Regions from separate parts of the Mus musculus genome. Here region 2 is linked to region 1. Evidence: chromatin contacts called from public promoter capture Hi-C data. All regions are on one chromosome and are shown on one strand. Each heading gives the region's core, a stretch centred on a gene start, on an enhancer-like site or on the middle of the called end of the contact. The rest is flanking DNA. Distances are from core to core; before and after follow the strand shown. Region 1 holds the start of Zfp39 (zinc finger protein 39). Region 2 holds the start of Rasd1 (RAS, dexamethasone-induced 1).

The links. Capture Hi-C pulls out chosen DNA fragments and counts their contacts.
Region 2: a promoter capture Hi-C map of liver shows a contact between it and region 1. The contact joins the promoter of Rasd1 here to the promoter of Zfp39 in region 1. A contact is called at or near these places in 1 of 39 promoter capture datasets (pre-B cells) and 1 of 9 other capture datasets (liver).

Annotation. Positions count from the first base shown.
Region 1 is chr11:58,900,222-58,908,011 of GRCm38.p6, forward strand. It overlaps Zfp39 (zinc finger protein 39), which reads right to left and starts at 4,004. Exons shown (of 5, transcript NM_011758.2): 1 at 3,894-4,004; 2 at 2,522-2,686; 3 at 344-470. The coding sequence starts at 3,896. Gm12257 (a long non-coding RNA gene) reads left to right here and starts at 4,125. Exons shown (of 4, transcript XR_879896.2): 1 at 4,125-4,294; 2 at 5,068-5,274; 3 at 5,686-6,434; 4 at 6,576-6,851.
Region 2 is chr11:59,961,016-59,968,805 of GRCm38.p6, forward strand. It overlaps Rasd1 (RAS, dexamethasone-induced 1), which reads right to left and starts at 3,929. Exons shown (of 2, transcript NM_009026.5): 1 at 3,505-3,929; 2 at 2,166-3,351. The coding sequence starts at 3,790. The coding sequence ends at 2,795. It overlaps Med9 (mediator complex subunit 9), which reads left to right. Exons shown (of 2, transcript NM_138675.3): 2 at 1-2,291.

The DNA of each region.
Region 1 (7,790 bases), core at 2,754-5,253:
GAAGCAAGAGCGGGTGACAATGCCGATGAGAGTGTGTGAGGGAGGGACAGAGAGAAGACGGTTGATGCACGCAGGGGTGCAGCTGGATAGCCCTGTAACTTTCAGTTTTCTACAGCACAGAAGCATGACCATGCTTAAAATGATCCCGTGCCACAAAATAGCTAATAGAGGATTTAAATGCTTGCAATATAAAGATGTGAGATGTCTGCATAGACCTGCCAATTTCTGGAGGTAGGTTTATACACACACACACACACAATGTGTAGCTAAACAAACTTCAGATGTGGTTACTGTTCTTACTAACAAAGGAAGTGTTTGTAATACTGCTGGGGACTTCACTCACCCAAGGACTCCAGGCTGCTGTAGGTCTCCAGCATCACGTCCCTGTAGAGCTTCCTCTGACTGTCATCCAGGTCCTGCCACTCATCCCAGGTGAAGTCCACAGACACATCCTCAAATGACACCAACCCCTGTAATGAGACATTTCTCCTCAACTCAAAATTTTGAGCCTAGCAAAAGACAAGACCCTGTCTACAAAACTCAAACATCCTCAGAAAGAGCCACATCTCTGAGCACCAGCACCATATAAGATGTGCCAACCAAGTTAAATGTCAAGAGAAAGATGAGGGTTCTGATGTCCTTATCATTTAGAAGTAAAAACACCTGAGACTCTCCAGTAAAGCATTTCCAATAGAAATCTTAATGAATTAAAACTGTACAAATATTAAACTCCACATGTGAAAATATTTATAAAAGGTGAGGGATATTCTAAAAAAAAATCAGTAAAGAGAGTACCATATTCATGGAATATAACTTTATAATCATAAAGACACTGACTCTCTGGAGATAAATAAACTAATTTGGTGCAATGGAAGCATCAAATTCATAAATGTATCTCAGAATTCTTATAGAGAACTGAAGAAGCAAAAATAGGGTGTGATTAGTTCTGGCTCTGTTTGCCCCAGTGCAGGTCCCTCCCTGCATTGGCAGCTCTGGGTTTCTATAATATACACTACATTTTCTGTTCTGCAGGATCCAGATAGCAGCTGACTCAGTGCCTGCCAAGGCTCCTCCCAGCTTGCTTATACAGGCAACCTCCCTGAGGTGTCCTCACACAGTGCAGTGAGTGAGGAAGATCTCCCTCCCTCTTCTTTTAAAGGCCATTAGTCCCATCAGGTCAGGGATTAGCATCCTTTTAACCAGTTACCTTCAATGAGCCCTATCTTAGATAAAGTGGCATTTGCTTTTAGTGGTCAGCCTGGCCATATAAATCTGTCCACAGCAAGCTTGCCATCCCTACCTCTGATGGAAAAAGTCAAATACCTACTTGTAGTCAATCCAAATGATCGGATTTACAATCTCCCACTTAGCTTGGCTTGACCAAAGAGCGTGTGCATGGGGACCACAGGAGAGGCTCAGATACAACTCCTCAGAGCCGCCTTCCCTCACACCAGGGAATCCCCAGCCTCCTTGCTCAGGGCCTCAGATCCCAGATCCCCCTCTTTAAATACCCATTGGTCCAGCAGATGGGGTCCTGGAGTAAGGACAGTGGGAGGTCAGTACCTGCCGCTCCACTTTCAGATGCCCCCTCTGTGGACTTCGTTCTTCTAACTATAGCAGTGGAGACACTAACACACATCTGAGTGTGTAGGGCTCATTCTGAGGAAATCTGTAATGACGTAAACGACAAAAACACAATCCCTACCTCCTCCTACGCAAGTGCAGGCCCCCCTGAGCCAAGAGGGAATCTGAAGAGGCCACATCTGACAACCCCAAAACAAACCATATAGTCTAGTCTTCCACAATCAAGACGTAACATCTTTCTTAAGATTTGGATTTTTTTTTAATATTTTTGAATATTCTGCTTTTGATATCAACTACTGGAATTGTTCAGCTTCATTTCTGGACTGTTCCTTTGTGTAGAGAAACACAGTTGATTTTATTTCTGACCCCTGTTATTTTGCTCAACTTTTTCATGGGTCCTATTTGTAATGAACGGAGTGCCAGCTCATCTCCAAACGCATGCGGTTATGACCCTCTTCCTTCCAATTTACATGACCCTTAGTCGTGCTGCCTAGGCTGCTGCCAAAGGTTGTGGAAAGTACCTCTAGGACAGTGACAACAGAGGCGGTGAGGATGGAGATGTCTTATTTCTAGTCTCAGGAAATAGAAATGCTGATTATTTTAATCAAGTGTGACATTAATTACAAGCACAATGTTGTATCTCTCCATCACATACAGAGGTCTAAGGACAAATTGTGGGACCTGGTTCTTTCCTCTCACCATAAGGGTCCTGGAGATCTAACTCAGGTCGTCAGGACTGAGTCCTTTACCCACTGATCCATCTGGACGGCACTCTTGTGGATTTTCAATTGTTGATTGCTATGGTGTGTTACACTAAATCATGTTTAAATAAAGAGTACATTGCATACTTATAATTTCATACCACTGTTTCTAGATAAGGCAAGGGAATAAGGAAGATAACACGCACATACATGACCTTCTCTAGTTCCCCATTTACCTTTACTGGTGCCTTGTGTTTTCTTGCTCTATTCCGCTGGGTCCGTCTCCAGTAACTGTAGGTGACTGGCCTCTTCTTGTAGCTTCTCTTACGCTTTCTAGTTTCAAGACATCGACTGGGGAGTTGACTCAAGGAGTTCTCCACACTGTCAGGCTGCAAGTTCCTCTATAAAGCAATGTTGGAGATGCCATGTGAGTGACTTAGAGCCACCTCTGTGCCGGACACACTGCAACCACACATGAACTAAAGCAAAATTCAAAGGAACAACACCCCACTCTCGTCTCCAGCAAAGGAGTCACTGTCATCTTGTGCTCTTGGCAAATGCAGTGCCCCCAGTACACAATTCAAACTTTCTGCTGTCATAAAAGTAAATGCTGGAAAATGCTTCAAAACAATTGTTAGACAATATCACAACACACCAAGTACTGACACAAGCTTTGCTATACCATTTACAGTATTTATAAAAACTTAAGTTTCTTCCTTCCACATGACATAGTATTAGAAAGACACTTCCAAGAGTATCAACTTGAAACTTATAGATTCCGTGGTATATAATGTAAATTATAGCTACAGACCAGTCAAAGAGGCAGGAATTCTGACTTGTTCTACTAACTGTTTTGAGTTCTATTTGAGATTTTACGATGTTAGGGGAAATGGGGATTTTAAATGGAGTTTGAAATTTTTCTGTGCCCCATTGTAAAGAAGGGCACAGATTCTTTTGATACCCACAGCCACACTTAGGACTAACTTCCTACAACTCTGCCCCACCAGTAATGCAGGGGTTAATCTACTCATGAGGCCAGAGTCATTGGAATGTCACCTTTGGAACGGCCCTCACACAGCCAAGAGTGTGTTTTTAATGTAGGCAGCAGTCAATCCCATCGAGCTGACAGTTGGTTACCAAGTACATACACTTCACAAATAGGTGTCTCCAGAGCCATAGGGAGCAGATACATCATTACGGCAAAGGACGTGAATCCAGTGTGGAAGAGAGAGACGCTGCACGTGCTCTCTCACTACACTCTCCACACAAGCCAGTACAGTAAGAGCCTTGCTGATAATGCGGAGGCCAGGAGATGCCCCAGCCCAGGCTCACGCCACACCTCAGGCTGCTCCAGCATCCAGGGCTGTCACTGCTTGACAGTGAGACACCGGACACAGCAGCTGTGGCACCGGAGTCTGGACCAAGAGAAGAGTGCGGCTGAGGACAAGTGTCCCTGCAGAGTCAGGGAGTGTGGCGGCTCAGCCACGTCAAGACCTAGGGAGACAGCCTGTGGGCTCAGCCCTGCATAGGCCTCGCAGAGCCGAACCGCCTGCACAGGGCAAAGCGGAGGAAACCGGAACCCTGCCGGTTCCTGCGGGCAGCACTCACCATGGCGCCCCCGTCCGCCTCCGGCAGCTGACTGGCCTGAGGCACCCGGACACCCCAGCTCAACTGACCGATCAAATGTAAAGATGGCGCGAGACAAAGCCCCCGCGAACTAGCGAACCCGCCAAGGCCCGCCCCTGTGCCCGGGCTGCGCTCCTGATTGGACCGCCCCTCAGTCCCCGCCCCATCATCGTGCCTTGATTGGCCACAGATAGCACCAATCGATGACTTGAGAAAGGCAGACTACCCCAAAAAGTGGCTGCTGCGAAATATTTTCAGTTTTGTTTTGTATTTTGTTTTTCAAGACAAACCCACGCTGGCCTCGAACTCATGGCAGTCCCTCTGCCTGGGCTCCAAAGCGCTGAGATTACATGAGTTGACCGCTATGCTCCCCTTGTCCGAAGGTAAAGCTCACTCCAGGTGGATGACGAGATTAGCATTTAGTTCATTATGTGAATTATGTCATGTGAATTATGAACTGTACATAGGAATATATTATTCACAAATGTAAAGAAAACGATGACAATTATTTTTAAATTTCAAATAACGTTTTCTTGTGTATGTATGTGTGTGTGTGTGTGTGTGTGTGTGTGTGTGTGTTTTGTCTTTGATCTTTGGCCCCAGAACTTTTGAATAGAGAAGCTGACAGAAATCAAATAGAAACTATCTGTTAACGAGAATGTCAAGTACAAATAAAATGTGACACACATTGTCATTTAAATTTTCCTGGAATTCACATTGAAAAATTAATCTGACTGTATTAATAGGAAATATAAGCCCCTCAAAGAGCACCCAGTGGCCAGGCCCTGCCCCTGAGGCCCTCCAACCACTAGGCTCCACCTACAAAACGTTCTATAGGCCAAAACTGCAGGTTAAGCTCCGCCCCATAAGAAAAAAAAAAAAAACCCTTAAGCTCAGAACTTCAAATCTCACCAACCCCTGAGCTTGCCCCAAGATCCGGACTTCAAATCCCACCAATCCTCATCCTGGAAAGCTCTGTGCCCGCCCCCTTCCCCAAGAAACCCCTTAAAAAGTCCACCTCCAGCTCCGTTGCTCCTTGCTACTTCTTTCCAGAGCAGAGGCAGCTACCTACTTGTGTTTTGTCCGAATAAATCTCTTGTTGTGAGGTTTGTTGTGTGGTGTGACTTTGTGCTGTTCTTTGGCTCCCATCTGCCAGGACACTTTTCCCCTCGGAACTGTAACATTTATGGTGTCCTGACCTGAAGAGGCTCCTCCTCCTGTCTGTGCACCCCCTTGGGGTCTGAGCCATATTGGGACCCATCCTTCACCTCCAGTCCATCTGCAGCAGACTGGCGTTCTGACTCACGGATAGCTCAGCGCCTCCCCTCTCAGCCCCCCAGGCCCCATCCACCAGCGGCATTAGGTAAATTTCCCATTCGGTCAGTTCAAACACTTCCCTGAGTCTGCGGAAGTGGCTATTGAGTTATTTGGCGCCCCTCTGGTACTCTTGGAGGCAGAGGTACCCCCCCACACCCCCAGCCACGGTCTTTGAGGCTACGGCTGGCTCTCTTCACCTGCCCCCTCCTCCTGAGAGCTACAATCTTGCAGTGTTTAGGCCCACAGGAGCTATTGGGCCCCTTCCTGTCTTCTTTCCCTACCTTTCCTTCAGAGCTGATCATAAATACACAGCCCCTCTAGGGCCTCGTAGCTTTTGTGACCCTGCTTCTGATTCTTCCCTGTGGATGAGACAACTCCCCTCCCCTCCCTCTAGAGTTTAGTTCTCATCCTCACCTTTGGGCTGCTACAACAGCCCTGGTACTAAGTCTCTCCTCAGGTTTCGCCAGGCTAAGCCCCTGGCCCCTGTTGGATGTGCTGACAACCCACTTAACGACTTGGTCCTCCTGGCTTGTGTCTTCCTCTGGTCCTCCCTGAATCCTGGGGATGCTTGTGACTACAGACTACGGTGACATTTTTCCTTCCTACCCCCTCTCTTATCCATGGGAGCAGTATCGTTCGTACCCTCTCATTCCCCCTCAGCACCCGAACTGAAAAGCCCTAAACTTGTGCACCTTTGCAGTAAAACTTGACCTCGATACCCTATCTATAATCTATCAAAATGGTCACCTGATAGCACCCCAGATGCCGATATTATTCGATATCCACAACTGCTGTGAGCAATCAAGGAAATAGAGAGAGAGATTCTCTCTGTCCAAGATTTCTCTCGCCTCCACTCCAAGCCTTCTCTCTGTTCTTCCGGTTCCCCAACTCAGCTCCTTCTAGCTATGAAGTCTGGACAAGATGATGCCTTAACTACTTTTGATGCAGCTAATGTGCCTGCCCGCAATCAGTCTCTACCCACAGCTCCCTCTCCTTCATCCCTTTCGGTTTCCCTTTCTCCTCTCCCAGTGACAGGTCATTTGGGGCAGTGGGCTGCTCACAGACAGCCTGGTCTCCAAAGGTCTGGAACCCAGGAACCCTATGGGTGGTGATTTCTACCTACATGGGACAGAAGATGTTCGATCATGTCTCCTGCGCCCCTGGCTCCCGTAGAAGTTACCGCCCCAGCAACCCCACTCATGAGAGGTGTGTGGCCATCAGTCACATAGGAACAGCACCAAGCCTTCCCACGTGCAAATAAGTTTCCCCCAAACTTCAGTCCAAGCCAATGAGAGGTACCTATGGTCGAACCCTGAATCACCCCCAACTGTATATAAATTTATCCAGGGAATTAAAGGTGTGCTGCAACACTTGGGAAGAGATCTGCTCTCCGGAAGTGCTGCCTGAGGTTCCAACGCACTCCTCACTGGATATTCGGCTTCTCATCGGTCCAGCCTGACCTGACTCAGTGCAGGGCGGCTCGGGGTTACTGAGTGGCCTGGAGGCATGGCTGAGACTTCGTCTCCCTGCCTGCACTTGCTTCCCTTCGCCAGAACCCTCGCACCAGGCCTGGCCAGAGGTCTCCATTGAAAACCTCTGGTGGTGCTGGTGAGATGGCTCAGTGGGTAAGAGCACCTGTCTGCTCTTCCGAAGGTCCGAAGTTCAAATCCCAGCAACCACATGGTGGCTCACAACCATCCGTAACAAGATCTGACTCCCTCTTCTGGTGTGTCTGAAGTCAGCTACAGTGTACCTACATATAATAAGTAAATCAATAAATAAAATTTAAAAAAAAAAAAAAAACCTCTGGTACTCAGGCCCACAAGGTCACCCAAATCAACCTTTCCTGGCACCACTTTCAGGCCACCAGCAGCCCCAAGTCCTCCCGCTGCTCGTTCCTGCTCCACCACGGCACTCCCTCTATGTTCATCTTCCCACCCTAACCTGGCCACAGTTCTCCTTCCAGGGTGAGGTCGCCAGGGTTGTACCCATCCCTTTCTTAAGTGATCTCTCAGAAAAGAGGCTTGGGTCTTATACTACTAACTCTTCCACTTTGATTAAAGACTTCCACTATATCACCCAATTTTACAGTCTCACCTTCGAAGACATTCACAATATTCTGACCAGCAGCCCTCTCCTTGAAGAGCTTAGGCAAGTCTGGGAACCGGCTACTGCTCGACAAAAGCCATCAAACTAACACTAACCACCCAAATGGGGCTGGGGCCAGTTCCTGACCAGAATCCCAAATAAAACTATAACACTCCAGGGGGCATTTGAGCTAGAGGGCAGTTTATAACTTGCCTCCTGGCTGGTCTCCATAAGGCTATCCTAAAAGGGGTAAATTCTGAGAAAACCCAAGAAGTCATCCAGCACTAACACAAACGCCCACCTCAATTCCTGGACCGCCTTACAGAGGACCTCCTACAATACACAAATCTGGACCCTGAGACCCCCAGTGGGGAACTACTCCTTATGACCTACTTCTCTCAGAGTTTCCCTGACATTAGGGACAAACTTAAAAACCTAGACTCATAGCCGGGCGTGGTGGCACACGCCTTTAAT
Region 2 (7,790 bases), core at 2,679-5,178, 1.1 Mb after region 1:
TCCCATTAACAGCAGTTTCATGAAACATTTGCATAGAATTCACGGGGTAAATTAGGCCTGTACTCAGATGGCATGGATTTATTATAATTAAAGCAAGCTGTGAGAGTATGAACATTGTTTTGAAAGGCCAGAGGGTGGGTGGCTTCTCCCTTGAAACAGTTCACTTCCTTTTTTGTTTGAACTACTGAATGAAACTATATCTCTGGGGGCGTCAGCCCAGAGCTCCACGATCTAGCCACCAACTCCAGTTTCCAGCCTCCTGCATGCTAGCCTTATAGGCTCTTGCTCCCTTTATCTCTATCACTTCAGGCAGTGCTCAGAATAGCCGAAGCACTGCTTGCCTGGGGCCCTTTGTCCTTCCCACACTGGCTCAAAGAGGCTGTTAAGGAAGCGGCTCTGCCCTGATTCGTATGCCCTGGCTTACCTCTGTCTCCCCTTTAGCCAAGAAGTCACATTTGCTACTCTGCACATGGTCCCTGCACACTTCTGGTTTGGAGCAAAGTAGCTGGCAGGAGCAATCGGGGCAGTTTCTCAGCCAGGGTTATGTGTGGTTTGAAGGGCGTGGGGAGCTAAGTCTGGAGGTTCCATAGCTGTGTTCTACTTGTAGAGTGTACTCAGCGACTCGCAGGTAGGACACCGTGTTCTCTGTCTCTCAGGGACTGTTACACTGAGGGCACCATGGCCCTTTCCTTCTCAGGGGAAGGTGAGAAGAACCCAGTTATTGTTTGGATCTTGAAATGGGCACAGCCTGGGCTGACCAGCTGAGGACTTAGCAGGTGCCTGCCAACTGGCCTTCTTGGCAGGAGCGCTGGCTGGGGATGTTTGTTAGCAAGCATTCTGGTGGCATTGCCTATCCAAGCTGCCTCACACTGGGACCCGGAATGTGTGAAAGAGGGTTCTGACTTCCAGGTATTTGGGCAGAAAAGTGAGTTTGAGTAGAGGATGCCAGTTAAGCACCTCTGCCTTGGGACTGTTACTGAACTGAATCAGTTACTTGCTGCAAAGTTGAAGCAGTGGCTGGGCCAGTTTTAAGGCTCTGACTGGTTCCTGTAAGCGCAGAGCACATGAAATGCAAGGGCTTCAGCTCTTCCTGACAGGGAAGAAAGAAGGCGTCCTCGGAGGCTTCTGTTCCGTGTGGTGACCTGTCACATTTTCAGATATATAATTAAAAGTGTGGTCTGCTCTCAGGACACATGGTTTGCCTGTTGGCTCTGTCTCAGTGCTTGGATTCAGCCCCTGGAATTACAGGTTTTATAATGAAGAATTAGAGTGGTATGTTGAGTAGGTGGTGTAGAGGGAAATGTTCACTGTGCTCCTTCCACCCAGCATGTGCACCTGTTCAACTAGCACAAAGGCCTGCATGTCTCCTGCAGGGGAACTTGGGGAGCCAGCCAGTCATTGGTGAGAAGTGAGTGCCTTGCTGAGATTTGAGGAGGTGCAGTGCCTTGGAAGTGGCCCTTCCCAAAACAGGGTTGACAGGACACACCCCCATCCCCACCCCCACCCCCACCCCCAAGACACTTTCGAGCATCCCTTGAAGGTCAGAACTCTCTTGGAAAACCAAGTGCTTGGCTCCGCAGCTGCAGCAGTGTTGACTCCTTAGAGACCATATTGACTCCTGACCCTATTTCTCAGCTGCAGAATTGGAGGCTTCAAGGTGACACTTGAACCCTGAGTTGACAGTAGGAGTGGCAAGGAGATCTTGGTCACAAACTATGAGCCCTTAGCCAACAGGGGGATGGGAAAGTGCAGAGGAGCTGGGCCTCCCCTGCTTGAGTGCTTCTGGGAGCTGCACTAGAAGCGAGCTACTTTCCCTGGCCAGGTCCTGGGGCAACCCTGGGGCAAGGGATAAACACAGAGTGCAGGCATCTTCCCAGACACACCTCTCCAGCTCAGCCTCCTTATTTGTGGTAATCAGAGTCGGAGTGTGACAGCTTCCTGTCACCTGCCATGATTAGCAGGTGGCCTGTGGAGGAGAGTATGAATATTCTCCAAAACAAGGCCCCCTGGTATAGGCCAAGTGAGGCAGAGGGTAAACAGAGCCAGGAGGTCTAGAGCAGGTCCCACTTGGAAGTGGGAGGCCATTTTCCGAAAGCCAGGTCCCTCTCCAGTTCTTGGCCACTGGCACTGAGCACTGAGGCAGGAAACCTAAAAGCAAAGCACCATTTTCCGTTTCTAAATTATTTTATTTTAAATAAAAAATAATAATAAAGACCTCACACAATAGAAATGTAGAGATTTTGTTCATGTCACATTGACACTGGAACTATTAAAGTGCAAGTTTTGTGTTTTGTTTTTCTTTTGGGTAATTGCACACACACATGTAAACAAGTCACTTGGCTATGATTGAACACCCCCCCCCCCCACCTCCAGCCAAAGTTTCCAGTTTGCTGAGGACAGAGGTGGCTGACAGCGGCCATGGCAACACCAATCACAGACAAGATAATGCCCTATTATTAGTCCTGCCCTGAAGCGAGCAGGACAGTTACTTTAAGTCTCACAGGCTGATGAACTTCACACGCTTTTTCTCAAACCTCTTGAGAAAAATGCCAAGCGCCCCTCTGCTGGGTCCTGGCATCCCAGAATCGGAGGTGACAGCTCCTGTCTTAGCTAGTTCTCTTTCCTTTCACAGCAGGTGACTGTCCCTTACTGGCTTGGTCTCCCCGGGCTGGGTCTCAGGGAGGGAAGGAGAAGGCCAATTGGCGCTCCTGTGGCACGGACCGCTAGTCCAGGAATCCGATTTGACTTTTGAACAAAAAAGGTCCTCAGGTTGTGTGGCTGACCCTGGGGGCTCCTAACTGATGACACAGCGCTCCTTGTCCTTAGCCTGGCTGCCGACACTGGTTTTTTCACGAATGTACATGAGGTCGCTGTGCACGCTGGGTCTGCGAGCAAAGGGCGCCAAGATGCCAAAGGCATCGCCGTGGTCGCCCCCGCCTCCGCTGCCCGCACGCAGAAGCTTCTTGTTCCTCAGAGCCTTCTTGTGCAGTACGTCGCAGTACTGCACAGATACCTTGCGGTGCAAGTCGGGGCTCATCTCGCTAGGCAGCTTGGCCATGGCAAAGAGCGCACGGAACATCTGGTCCAAGCTGCTGTTCTTCTTGGCTGAGATCTCGAAGTAGGCACAACGCTGAGGGTCGTCACCCACCAGCTGCTCAATCTCCCGCTGCTCTACTTCCCGGTAGAAGTCCCGGTCCCCTTTGTTACCGCAAATGACCAGCGGCACGTCCACATTCTCTTTGGTTTTGTTCTTGAGACAGGACTTGGTGTCTAGGATCTGCTGTTTGAGCCTTTGCACCTCTTCGAATGAGTCGCGGTTGTCTAAGCTGAACACCAGAATGAAAACGTCTCCTATAAGGGAACGAGTGGGAAAGGTGAGGACAGCTGCCAGGCACAGAGCTGCAGACACCCCAGGTGAAGGGGCAAGCCCCAAGCACAACACACCAGCCCCATCCACTCCCCTCAAGACTCCGGTCCCCCTATCCCCGTCGACTCCCCACTCACCTGTGAGGATAGAGAGGCGCCGCATGGCGGGAAACGGATGATTGCCGGATGTGTCCAGTATGTCCAACTGGTAGACTTCGCCGCGGATCGAGTAAAACTTTCGGTGGAAGTCCTCGATGGTAGGGGTGTAAGCATCCTCGAAACGGCCCGTGAGGAAGCGCGACACAATGGCCGTCTTGCCCACTTTGGATGAGCCGAGGATGACCATCCTGTAGCAGTTCTTGGCCGGGATACTCAGTTCAGAGTCGCTTGGGCACATCTTCTTGATCATCGCGGCCAGTTTCATTGGGTAGAGGGGCCCCAGGGGCGGATGCGTGGCCGAGAGAAGGTAGAGAGAGGGCTGCAGAGAACTCCGGAGTGACGGAAGAGCTTGGCTTCGGGACTGCGCGAGCTGGTCTGGGCTCTTGGGTACAGACAGCAGGCTCAGGCTTTCCGCGCCCCACACCGCCCTTATATTCAGTTGGCCGAAGCCCGGCCAGGCACCTCCCAGCTAAGGTGCGTCACGTCCCGCCCCCGGACGCGCCCAGCTCCTCCTAGACGCAGCGACCTCCGCCTTGGAGCCTGAGGCTCCTCTTCAGACCTACGTGCGCTGAAAGGAAAACTAAATCCAAACTACGGCCAGTGGGATCCGGCGCTTCCCACTTTTGGCCGCAGAGGTCCTGGCTGTGCCTTTGATTCACTTACCTCTGGGATCTCCATTCTCTTAACACTAGTGCACAGACACCCACTTTTCTTGGGCCTTAGTTTCCCCAAAAAATATTATCTGATGATAGCAACAGATTTGCTGGACATTTGCCCCAGGGCCAACCCCTTAGGTCCCCGGACTCTTGGTGCTCTCCTGGGCTTAGTGTCCGGTGTTTGTGGGTTTTCTATGTTATCGTCCGCGCTTTGCGCTTCAGCCACCAGAGGGAAGCAGGGAGCCCCACGGACCCGCTGGGATGCCTAAGGTTGTGGCCACTCTGGAGAGGGGCAGGAGGCTGGCTGGGGACCCTGACGGGGAGCGCTGTCATGGACTTCCTGTGCTCTACTTTCCCAACTAGAGAGAATCTGATCGATGGGGACCTCAGTAGAGGAGAGTCTGTACCTGACTTCATACTTCGAGACAAGCCCCTTTAAAAAAAAAAAATCAAAACAGGCCAGAGTACCTACAGCCTCCTATGGCTTTCGGGACTTTCCCCTCTCGTGGGCCAATTCATCGTCATTTTGCACTGAGGTGGCTGACTGGGGCCGATGATCTCAGAGGAGGCCTGGAAGCACAACCTTCACTGTAGTTCAGTTTCCCTTTCTGAAAGATGACACTGGTTCCTTGATTGTAAAGATTAAGTACAAACACGTTCCGAGACCAGGGCCTGGTCAGAACAATAAAAGTATAGTATCAGGGAGGCTGCCTAGGGGAGGAAGCCGGTGGCAGGTTGATCAGTAACCAGGACTGAGTGATGCTTGAGGAGAAACGGGACGCGTCTGCTGCTTGTAACTGACGACACAGGTGAGCTGTGTTTATTCTGCTCTGACCTCGTCTTATTTAGGAGAGGCCCAGAGACCGAGTGGCTGACAAATGCCCCTTGCCCATCCAGGCAGTCTTGGTGTCCCACAGGCAGGGCTAAAGTCATTCCCACCCATCCAGATGCTTGCACTATGATCCAGGATTTCAACAGAAACCCAGTCTCTAGATCAGCAGTGGGCATCCTGCCTGGAGCCCATGCAACGTAGGTGTATTGATTTGGTGGTCCCTGTGCTAAATGATAATGCTCTCCCTGGAGACAGAGAAGCAACACTCTGCATTTAACAGATGGGGGAACTGAAGCACAGGGAAGCACGCTGCTGGCCACCTGGCTCCCAGTCTTCCCTTCCTCCCCTCTGCCTGTGCCCCCACAACAGAGCCCACTACACAGGCTGCTGCGGTTGTCTGGCCCGTTTCAATCTAGCAGGATATCCATATTCACTCCCCTTCCTCCCAGGCTGCTTCTACATCCATATCAATTGAGGAACCCGGGACTCATCAGCTAGATCTAGGACAGGCCAGTTGGGGTGAGTCCTTCACCTCCTGGTTCCTGCCCTTGCCCCTGCTCCCCTCCCTTCACCTGGGGTGTCTGCCCTCATCTGGGAGAAGGACCTGTGCCTCAGCCAAACACAGGACTGCTGCATTCAGTAATAAGCATAGAGTGTCACTGCAGGAAGAGGCCTCTTAAGGGGGCAAGTAATGGCTGCGCACCCGGCTGAGGCCCTTCTCCTCTGCCTCCAGAAGGCACTGTGTGGAAGGCTGGGGCTCTGACTCAGGATGGGCAGAGCCAATGTCACCATTCCCCTGAGTCTTCAGTCCCAGGAAAATCCAAGGAATAAGAAGAGAGGGATGAGCTGGGCAGAGGTGGTGCACGCCTTTAATTCTAGCACTTGGGAGACAGAGGCAGGTGGATTTCTGAGTTCGAGGCCAGCCTGGTCTACAGAGTGAGTTCCAGGACAGCCAGGGCTACACAGAGAAACCCTGTCTCAGAAAAACCAAAAAAAAAACAAAAAAAAAAACAAAAAACAAAAAACAAAAAACGAAAAACAAAAAAACAAAAAAAAGCAAAACCAAGAAGAAGAAGAGGAGGAGGAGGAGGAAGAGGAAGGGGAGGAGGAAGAGGAGGAGGAGGAGGAGGGATGGCAGAATCAAAGCTATGGTCCAGCTCTACCCACAGACATCCAGATGGCCAAGGCTCAGCTTAGATTCATGGCCCTCTCTCCTTCCACTGTCAGTGTCACGACTGGGCCTGACATCTTGCCTCAGTCCCTTCTAGATGCAAGGTGACTGGCAGACACTGGTGGTTTCCTGCCACCTCCGAGGTTCATTTACCCAGCTCAAACACCCTGTCAGGAAGACTCCATCCTCCAGGCGCACAGTCACACAGCCTCTGCCAGCAAGTCTCCGGTCGCAAGAACACTGAGGGGTCTGAAAGACAGGCAGTGCTGTCCCACATAATCCCAACTACCATCTGTGTCCCCCCAGGCCACTGCTCCACAGGGGACAGCATGTGCATCCCTTTCCCAGAAACTCTGGAAGTCACTGTGATGTTTCCTTACCACACAGGTTTGTAGCAGTGTCAGGCTTCCTGCTCAGAACAGAACTCTTACCAACTGATCAAATGCTGAGGGGAGTCCAGCGGAAGCCAAGGGTCTGTAAGCTGGAAATGCCAGCCACACAGCCTCATCCAGAGGCAGAGAGGACTCAGAAGGTTCTTTGAAGTTGGGTCACAAAGAAGGGCATCGGGTGCCACCACATTACCCACAGGGGCCAATCCTACTTGTGCCTGCAAGAGGACCCCACAGGTTGTCTCTGCTCCACTTCCTGTGGGGCCTGGTGGGTAGTCTTTAGATTATTGTGAGGGAGCCTTTGAAATGTGGTTGTAGGACCCCAACCCCTTTCTCATTTACCCTTTACTTCTTGGCCATTGGGTAAGCAGCTTGCCCTACTATGTGCCCCCAACTTGCCCTACTATGTGCCCAACACACATACTGTGCCCAACAGTATGTACTGGCTTCATGTGGGTTCGAAACAACACAGCCAGCAGTCAGGAGGCAGCCCCAGCTCTCTGGCAACCAGCTCACTCCTGGTGGGCTCCATCCCATCCCTGTCTCCTGCTGGATTCCAAGGGACACACTGGGGTTCAGACACATGTGCCCAGTCACATCAGACACATGTGGGTGTATGAAGAGGACACCCATGCTCTGTGGTCTCATTTCTCTCCTCAGATCCCTCTGCAGCCTCTTCTCCTCTCTGAAATTATATGACCTCCATGTCTGCCTTGACTGCTGCCTCCACCCAGTAGTCAGGGAGCTGGGGCTGCCTCTTCCCTCTGCCCATACCCACAGCCTTGCAACTGAGCCAACAGGTACATGCGGGGATGCCAGTGATAGAGCTGAGCCTCTCTTGGTGCAGGGGACTGGACAAGAGGACACCAGTGGCAAAGGGGGCATCTCTGCCCCATTTGGTGCCAAGGGTACCAATGCTTCTCTAGCCAGGCCTTACCAGGACACCTGCCTGAGCTTCTGGATAGGGCGTGCATGGTACTCTCTACAGTGAGGAAACAGGTAAAGACTTCTTGCTTCAGTGGTCTTTGCACTTTTCGCCACCAGAAGGGGTATGAGGGAGGGACAGAGCTCAGGATGACAGCCCTAGACTCTGTCATGGGCCCAGGGCAACAAGGCTCTGGGCCATACTAATAAAAGGTGTGGTTCTTGTCTGCCCAACCAGGGTCTCCAGCCAATGCTCTGGCCTGGGGCTGGGAGGGGAAGCCCAGGCCTCCTCA